Regions from separate parts of the Mus musculus genome. Here region 1 is linked to region 2. A link is a contact called in public promoter capture Hi-C data. All regions are on one chromosome and are shown on one strand. The core of a region is the stretch at or near the end of the contact, and the rest is flanking DNA. Distances in the headings are between cores, read along the strand shown. Region 1 holds the start of Fermt1 (fermitin family member 1). Region 2 holds the start of Prokr2 (prokineticin receptor 2).

The links. Promoter capture Hi-C pulls out the DNA fragments that hold promoters and counts their contacts.
Region 1: a contact with region 2 is called in a promoter capture Hi-C map of embryonic stem cells, with 2.7 times the contacts expected there. The contact joins the promoter of Fermt1 here to the promoter of Prokr2 in region 2. A contact is called at or near these places in 7 of 39 promoter capture datasets (3T3-L1-derived adipocytes, embryonic stem cells, hippocampal neurons and 3 more) and 1 of 115 datasets of contacts at active chromatin or transcription factors (pancreatic cancer cells).

What each region holds. Positions count from the first base shown.
Region 1 is chr2:132,944,143-132,948,914 of GRCm38.p6, reverse strand. Fermt1 (fermitin family member 1) reads left to right here and starts at 2,879. Exons shown (of 15, transcript NM_198029.2): 1 at 2,879-3,592. It overlaps Gm14102 (a long non-coding RNA gene), which reads right to left and starts at 3,163. Exons shown (of 3, transcript XR_001783483.1): 1 at 3,108-3,163.
Region 2 is chr2:132,383,285-132,388,205 of GRCm38.p6, reverse strand. It overlaps Prokr2 (prokineticin receptor 2), which reads left to right and starts at 2,759. Exons shown (of 3, transcript NM_144944.3): 1 at 2,759-2,950.

The DNA.
Region 1 (4,772 bases), core at 1,630-4,129, 560 kb before region 2:
GGGCTTTAGAGATAGCATTTGAAATGTAAATGAAGAAAATGTCTAATAAAAATTTTAAAATAAAAAAAAACATGATGTGAATCATTTGAGTGATGAGCCCTGGGAGGTACATTTATGTCCCGCCCTGCTCCAGGTATCAGGAAACATCAGAAAGGGTATAAAAAGAATGTAAGACTGGGCTGTGCAGAAAAATGCTATAAAACGCCATCTTCTGCATATGGCATAGCCATGCAGCTCATGAACTCACCGCAGCTGTGATTACATGTGTGCACACAGCAACCCTGGTTAAACTCAGCATGTCGCCAGAGAGAGGGGGGGAGAGGGAGAGAGAAAGAGGGAGGGAGGAGGAGGGGAGGGGAAAGAGGAGGGAGAGAGAGGAGCTTGCCAGGAAGAAGGGGAGGGGGGTCTGATAGAAGTTGAGCCGGTGATAGGAGAGGTAACTATGACCAGAACACGTTACACACATGGTGAAGTTGTTGAAGACCAGTAAGGAAATGAGTCATCTTCTTTCTGAAGCCAATTCTCGAGCCACGCCTCCACTGTATACACCTGGCAGAATTAGACCTCTCTAGTTCCTATTCCTCCACACTACATGTAAAATTTGACGATAAGTCACTGTGTGTTTTCCTTTTGTGTTACCTCGTCTAGGTCCACATCTAGCTAACACCATGACTAAGGGAATAAATAGGCAGATTAAGTTCACCGCTGATTAATATGCATTAATTAATTAAATAAAAGACTCAGTATTGATTCTGCTTGTGTTTTAAAGAGAAAAAGAGGGTAGGTGTGTATATGTGTGTAGGTGGGTGGGTGGGGGTTATAAAGGATGTGTGTGTGTGTGTACCTGAGTATGGGTGTGTGGATATGTGTACATGGGCATAGGTATGTTTGTATATATGTGGGTGTGTGTATGTGTACATGGGTGTGTGGAAGGGTGTGAAATGTTAAAGTCTAGAATGCACTTTCTAATCCATCTTGTACTCATGATCTCTACCCATTTCAGAAAACTTAAAATAACCAAGTGATAAGTAAAATTTTATATCACAAGTCTAGGATACATGTTATGGAAGAAAATCACAAATATATTTAACCAAACAAGACAGACACAGAATAATACATATATTATATTCTGTTTAAATGAACTGCAATAACTGCAAAACCCTTCTGAGAATGGTGGCTGGTTTTTGTTTTTGTTTTTGTTTTGTTTTTGTAATCATGGTTGAAAACTCAAGGTTCAGATGCAATAAGCATTGCTTTAAGATTGGGAGCCGGAACATATTCCCTTGTTGCTGGGGACAGCAGCCAGCCAGCCACCCTCTCATGAGGGAGGAAAAAAACCACTATTCTCTGGTAAACCTTGCTACCAACCATATTTGAAGACTGAGTATTAAATTCATTTCTACTTCAAGATTCTGTCAACTTACAATGAGCTTTTGGAGATGTGATCCTATCAAAGTCGAGGAGCATCTGTATAAATTTTTAAAATAACAGCAAGGAGGACACCTAAAAGTTGCTGAATTCTTTAGTGCAATCCAAAGGGATTCTTTAATACAATTTTCTTTAGTATAGGTTTATTGCAATTTTCGGTGGGATGGGAAACCTGCACAGGTAGTAAAAGAGCCATTAATCTTCTAAGGTCACACTGCAGACCTTGAACCTGTACAGGCTCAGGTCTGATTGCCCAGGAGCAGAGTTCTCAGAAAGCAGGTCAGGAAAGGAATGCCGGCTGCCCAAAGTCAAAGCAGATTGACCTGGGAAAAGCAGAGTCAGGTGACAGCCCCATCCCTATGGCTAACTGTACTAAGAAACTTCCTCTGTTTTAGTTAGGGCCACGGTTGCTGTGATGAAACACCATTATCAAAAGCAAGTTGGGGAGGAAAGGGGTTATTTTGCTTACACTTCCATATCTACGTTCATAATCGGAGAACGTCAGGTCAGGAACACTACATTACCTCCCAGCACCTCACCTGGCCACTACCCCAACACTCCATCCTATCACCCCACCCCCACTCTTGGGCAGAAACCTAAAGCAGGGAGGCTCATCCTGTCTTCTTGTAGAACCCGGGACTATTAGCCCCGGGGTGGCCCCACACACAACGGGCTGGGGTGTCCCACATCAATCACTACTTAAGGAAATGCTCTACAGGTTTGCCTACAGCCAGATCTTACAGAGGCAATCTCATTAACGTCACCTCCTCCGATGACTCTAGCTTGCTGTCAAATTGACATAAAACTGGCAGTATTTACCCTAAATTCTTAATGATTTTATTAGTAAAATTTCTTCTGTGCATGCCGAGGAAGGAACTCAGGGACAGGTGCTCTGCCACGGAACCTAGCCCTCTGCCCTTAAGACCCTGCAATTGTTAATAAAGTTCAAATGATGTCTATTTATTTAGGGATTGGGGCTAGAATGTAGAGTGGTGTGTGTCCTGGAAAGCTCTATACCACCGAACTTTTAATTCAAATGTAAAATACTTGCAAGCCAAAACAGTTCCTAAATATTGTGATGTTCGAATAACAACAACAACAACAACAAAGATTTGGCTATAAATTTCGGGATATTTTCGATTTAAGAAGTTAACGGCAGAGTCACCTCATTGGTACACATACTGCGTACCATTGATGCGGCATGATGCATAAAGTTTCCCAAGGAGCGGCTGCCACCCAGCCTTCTACTTATTTCCAGTTAAAGAACTATTGTTTTCTTAACCACCGTATCCCCAGGGCCCTGCCCCAGGCCTGGCACAGTAAGCTTTCAACCTAATGTACGCTGTACAGGGGGAGGGGGGGAATTACCCAAAGTCTCCCACACTTCCTGGGCGGGCAGCTGTCTGGAGAATCTAACAGGAAAATAACAGATGACTGCCTGCGGTGAGCCACTCTAGGAGTGGTCCAGCCTTTGGCTTGGAGCTCAGTCTGATCAGAGGGGGCTTCCTCCTGCCAGACCTCACCTTTTTTGGAGGACTGACATCACCCTTTTACTCAGAGGTGAATCGCCTCTGTGCATGCCACCTGTCTGGTCAGGCTTGCTCCAGAACTCTGCATAGATAGACAGTTGCAGACAGGAAGGGATTCTCCCTGGCCCCGGGTATCAGTGACGAATTTACCTAAGAGGCAGAGAAAAAGGCTGGGCCTTGGGTCCTGGGCCAGTACCAGGGCTTCAGGGTACCCAGAACGTTGGCGGCGTCCAGGAAAGGCCATACAAAAGTGGAGGCGGGAGGGGAGGAGTGTGTTCCAGGCTGCTTGGCTCCTGTCTGGAGCAGCCCTGCGGCTCCCTTCAACCCTTATTGTATCTGCAGCCTTCTCCTACTCGGAGCGAGAGCAAGACCTAGCAGGCTGGGCTGGACGTGCCCCCACCTGCCCGCCGCGCTAGCCTGCGCCGCCAAGCTGTGGCCCCGGGACTCGGACCGTGCTTGGGTGCTGGGAGGAGGACTCCAGCAGCTCTACTGGCTGTCGCGAGGTCCCCGCAACATCACTGGACCCGCTGTACCTTGGTGCGGTCCCGCGAGACCCCTGCTCGCCCAAGGCGGCCTCTGGGGACGCAGCTGTCCACGTGCGAGCTGCAGACTGGACGCGGCAGGCTCCATAGCAGGTGAGCTCTCCCGCTGAGGATTGGGATTAGCCAGGCTGGAACTCTCACCGCGAAGACTTGGGACCTCTGCCCCCTTCTTTTCTGCAGCTCTGTGCAGTTAAACGGTTGTTGAATTGAAATAATTTTGTCTGGAGGTGATCACCTCGGGCCCAGGAATCTGATCGTGCACAGGAACGCTTTCGGTCGGCGCGGGCTGCTTTCATTAATGGGCAAAGGACAGGTGACTGGGCACCTAGAACCCTGCGACACCCTGCCAAACCGAGCGTCCGTGTTATATTCCGGACTTTTTTTTCTTTTTTCTTCCCCGCATTCTCTTTGAACCGGGGCGGAGCGACCTTCACCAGGGAAGGTAAATCCAAGGTGCCTTGTTGCCTCCTATTTCGGTCTCCATGGGTGAGCTTCCACCCAGCTGAAGTTTGCTCCACAAGTAACAACTTGTTGTTGAGGATGAGAACCTCAGGCCAAACTGAAGGCGCAGAGAGATAGGAAAGGAATGTGGGAAAACCAGCTCGTCTTCATTTTAGGAGGAATTTTCGTTGTAAGGGATCTGTCCATTTTCTATACAAATGGGTTAATCACTCCAATCAGGAAAACTAAGGACCCTGTGTCCTTTGTTTTAAAATTGACCCTGAAGGCCCAGAAAAATGAGCAAAACTAAATCATCTTTTTTAAAAAAATAAAGTTAGCTTTTTATGTGCAAAACATTATTTGAAACTCAGCCTCAAAAAAAAAAAAAAAGAAAGAAAGAAAGAAAAGAAAAGAAAAGAAAAGAAAAGAAAAGAAAAGAAAAGAAAAGAAGAGAGAAAAGAAATAGCATTTTGGACATTGCAAGGCTCTTCCGTGTCGAGTTGGCCCTGAAGAGGCTGTTTTTATTGTCTCTTCACTGCTGATCTGTTTGTAGAAATGATAGGTGTTGTTAAAAAGCTAGAATTCATTCGCGTGTTAAGAGTTTTCTCTTCTGTTGTTGCAAAATCACCAAGGACGTTTCTCAGAGTGATGTAAGTTTAGAGTAAGGGGGATGATTCCTGTTTGGGTCCCCCCACCGAACTTGATATGATTTGCCGTGAGGTATCCTACCTTCCCTCAACCCCAGTTTCCTCGTTTTAAAATGGGTGTTGGTGAGAGTGAAGGAGCTAATGCGCCATACAGAAATGCTGCAGGCTGATGAGGAGAGCAAGCA
Region 2 (4,921 bases), core at 1,510-4,009:
GTTTTTTAAGAACAGAGTCCCTCCCTCCCATACTTTGAAAGACTGAAAGGTCACCATGGCTACAGGACTGAGGGGAGGAAACATTACTGAGAAATCTTGCTTTGGAATACTGCTTCTCTAAACAAACGTGTGTTCATCAATCGAATGTGTGGCCTTGACCTCTGTCCAACAGACGGCTTAATAGAGCCCCACGGAGCTCTTTGTGACAAGATCCACCACAAAGCCTTGTACAAATGCTTTTATGCTTTGACTCAGCAATACCACTTCTGGGAATTTGTCATACAAATATCCTTGTACATGCACCCAAAGATGCTCTGTGTACTCGGTCACTGATGAGCTATAATACGCACACCATTCAATACCACAACACTATAAGAACAAAAAATTGGAAATAACTTAATCTGTAATTTTACAGACATCTTGAACCTGTCAAACCAACATATCCAGCAGTGTGGGTTGTAAAAGGTAGCAACAGTGTATCCGTACAATAGACTATGTTATAGTAGAAAGGTGAAGAAGCCATAAATATATATATATTAGATTACAGATACCCCTTGGAAAAACAGGAAAAACTGTGCATACAAGGTGGATGGGAAAGAATGCTATTTTATATGATATCATTTTATGTGTTTTAATTTTTGAATTGTGTTGAGTTTGCTATTGGCTGAGAAACTGTCCTGCAGTATGACACTTCATAAGGACATAGGTACCACAATCAAGCTATGTGTCCCAATTCCTCACCAGTAACTTTGTAGTGGAATCTTTACCTCTGCCATCCATTATTTTCAGGGGATGTATGGTGGGAAGCCATACTCCAGAAAAGAATCACTTTTATTGGCCTATGGCCATGTCTCTGAGAGATTGTCTTACTGTGGGAGGGCCCAGCCCACTATGGGTGGCACCATCCCTAGGAAGGTGGGCCTAGGCTACACAAGAAAACTAGCTGAATGAGCTTAAGCCTATGAATGAGCCAGGAAGCAGTGTTCCCCTGTGGTTTCTGCTTCAAGCTTCTGCCTTAAGTTCTTGCTCTAACTTCTCTTAGAGATAAACTGTAACTAGGGAACATTAGCCAAATTAACCCTTTCCTCCCCGGTTTGCTTTTGGTCAGAGTGTTTTATCATAGCAACAGAATAAACTAGGACAGGCCCTATGCCTTTTCTCCTCTGCGTACACTGACTTAATTCAAGTCACAGTATTATTCAAGTACTGTGGTGGTAGGAAGGGGTGACTTAATGGAGTTCAATATGGCAATCTCAGGCTTACCAACAATTCAGTGTTGCCCTTTAGAAGGATGTTATTCTGTGCCGGCATTAAACCACTCCAATGTCCTGAATAATAATGGTGTGCCTTCCAGGGAACACACTTTGTGGTGGTGGTGGCGGCGTGTGTGTGTGTGTGTGTGTGTGTGTGTGTGTGTGTGTGTGTGTGTAGCATAGGGGTTACTATGGTTCATCTCCTAGGACTTCTCATGTGCCAAAGTTAGGACACAAAGTAGTCTTCAACTGTATACTGAGAAATCTCCAATCTTTCAATTCCCCTACTCACCCAAGATTCATGGCTTCACCCCATGCTGGTTCCCTGACAAGTCTATTATGTTGAGATCAGGACATCAAGTTGCTAGCATGACAACTATGGGCTTCTTGATCTGTCTGAATGAGACCCTGACCTAAATCTACCTTGGAGAATGCTGTGAGTACACCAGAGGGTCTGTTTGTCCCATATAAAGGGGTGTGCGGGTAGACGTGGGTCAGGAGAGTTGAAGCCAATAGCTGAAGTTGATAAGCAAGCACCTTTGAAAGAATGACCTAAAGAGGATGTTCAGAAATCCGGCTACAGTGTCAGTCAACTCCACTTTGCTTTGTACAAAACCAAAGCAAAACAGCAAAGCCTTTCCTGCAGTCTGGACGATGTACTTACCAGCCACCGCGCCAGCCGAACCACAGCCTGTCCCTGGGAGGAAAGAAGCCAGGCCTCCTGACTCCATCGTAGCAGCGAAGAGGATACAGGAGGGCAGGACAGTGGGTTAGTTTCACATAAGGTAGGACAGGCAGAACCACAGAATGACCAATTCCAAATACTTTTCCAAGTCCTCTATATGGGTAGTTTAAATTGTCAGCTTATCGGACAGGTCTCATTTAGAAAATGTTCTCTGTGGCCAGCACACAGTTCCTGCTTTAGTGGGGGTAATTTTATTTCTGGGAGAAATAAAATAACTCCTCTGGAAATAAAGTAGGGGCTCTGGGTAGCCTCAGATAGGCTGGAGGTTAGACTCGGATTGTCTTTGAATAGCCAAGGACACTACAGGAAAGATCATCCCAGTTTAGACCAGAACCTCAGAATTGAAGTTTCATGCAGGGCAAGCCATGCCACCACTAATTTCCAGCTTTGCCTCTTAAGGTCTGGATTGCATATGGGGGGCCTCTCCTGCATCACTTCTAAGGGAAGACTAGGCTTCACCCCTTACTTGCTGGCTCTGGGAACTTGTAGACACACACATACACACACACACACACACACACACACACACACACACACACTCCAACTCTGCACACTTAGTGGAAGCCACAAATGCTTGCAGAGGACAGTGCTCCGTCTCAAGGATGGCCAGCTGCTGAGGTCACAACGGGTTCAAGAGCTTACAAAACCCTTGGAAGGACCACCCGGAAGTCTGAGACCCTAATTCAGTAGATCTAGGAGGCAGGCGGGTCTCGGGGGGCGGAGTCGGGCGCCGGGAGGGGCGGGACACCTGGGCTGGGTCCGGGGCTGTTGGATGAGCTGCAGAGCGAAGCAGCAACTCCAGAAAGACTGATGCGAGGAGAGCAGGACCAAGCGACACACGCCCACCAAGTAGGCAAGCCTCAACCAGAGCTAGTGTTCCCAGAGCCCGGGCCGCGCCCACCTATGGTGGCGCCACCGGCCAGGGAGTGCGTCCCTGAAAGCACCGAGGCAAGTGAGTACCGGGTTGCGGCGGGCGGGCGGACTTGGGGGCACTCCGCGTCTGTTCCAGGAGATCACCTCCTACCTCCGAACCCTGGGATTGGGGACTAGGGGACTGGAGTGGAGCCCCGAAATCGCGGACTCAGTGGAAGGCGTACGGACAAGGGTGGGGGTATCTGCGTGTTTCCTGCGCCCTGCAGGCACCTCTGGTGCCCGGCTTTGTTTCTTGAGCTTAAATTCCCCACTGGGTACCTAATCCTGTACCAGTGTTGCACTGAGTGAGTGAGAGACGTGGGAACCTTCAAACGGGCTCCCTCTTCCCACAGTCTACGGGCTGGTGATGAGAAGGCGGCTGGAACTCCCGCTTATTGGTCCCCGGTGGCGATCTTTGGGAGACCAATAGACGCCCCAGAGGGAGGACACTGGGATCCAGACTCCACTGGAACCCCGCTTTTCAGGTAGGGTGGAGCGTGCGGCTGATTCCTGTGTAGCAAATCGGGGTTTCACTAACGCCGGCAGAGTGGCGATTCCTGTCCCCCAGCGCTCTCCCTCGTAAAACTGGGCAGACCTCGCTATCCAGTTTGATAGCTTCTTGCTACCCTTACCCGTTGCTCCCGTAGCTCCCGCACTGGCTGGTGTGCTGAGGTGGGAGAGGAAGGCAGTTCATTGAGACAGACTAAGTCAGGCTGGAGTCCTCTCTCCAGCCCCTCGCTTGCCCCATAGCAGCTACCTCCTGGGAGCTAGCATTTTGGAGACTCTATTTTGTCTCCCTTCTGTGGATGTCTCGGGACACTAGGATTATAAGGGAGTTCTCAAGCAATGGACAGCCCCTAAACTCCCTGGTCATCCCCCACCCACTCTTAGGAGGCTGTTATCAATTCAATCTGGTCTCAAGCAGCCACTTCAAAAGACACAGACTGTGACGAGGCTCAGTTCCTCCTTAGTCGGGGTTGGCTGTGGTTGGGAATCTGGGAACCTAAGGAAGGAGTCCGGAAGCTGATCCAGAGTCATGGGGTCAACCTGGGGAGAAAGGATTTATCCTAGAGCAGGGCTTCTTAAATTTTTCCATTTAGAAAGACCTCATTCACCAGAGAATTTCTTACACGACCCTGGGTTTGTACGTGTATAAAGTAGGAATATAATTCAAACACTTACTAATAATAAATCATTAATGTATTTTAAAACAATTCTTTGATACGCATATAATTTTACCATTTATGAACGAGGAAAGCAAATTTGCATAGTAATGAGTTGGATTGCGTATTTTTACATAAAGAATTAAATCTTGGCTGAATATTTGATACGGCATCTAGAACATTCTTTCAGAGTTGAATGATACTTTGATTTTTGTGATAGTCAATGCTGGGATGGCTCTTTATAGAAACACATGGCACAAATGGTAAGCTTGCTTCAGGGCCATTTCAAGCACGGCTAGAAATTCTGTCCTAATTCCAAGCCAAATTTCATGTAATGATTATTTTTTAGAATGAAACTCTAGTCAAGTGCTCAGACAGCAATTTTTAAATTCTTATGTGTGTGTGTGTGTGTGTGTGTGTATGTGTGCACATGTGTGTCTGTGTGCATTGTGTCATGTGTGTGTATGTTAGTGTAAGGGGGAGACTGTCTGAGGCCAGAAGAGGGTATCAATTCCCCAGAACTTGGAATTACAAGCTGTTATGAGCAATCCAGTGTTGGTGCTGAGAACTGAATTCTGCTCTCCAGTCTTATTTAAGAGACCCTCCCCCCCCCTACAAGAATGGCAAGCCTCTGTGACCACTAACCCATCTCAGTCCTTAAAATAGAAATTTTATTTTTTTCTCCATTAATTTATTTATTCACTTAACATCACAATCATTGCTCACCCTCCTCCCAGTTCCCCCTTCACATATTCCCTCCCCCATTCCCACCTCCTCTCCTCCTCTGAGAAGAGGACTATCCCCCAACCCTGGAACATCAAGTCTCTACAGGGATAGGCGCATCCTCT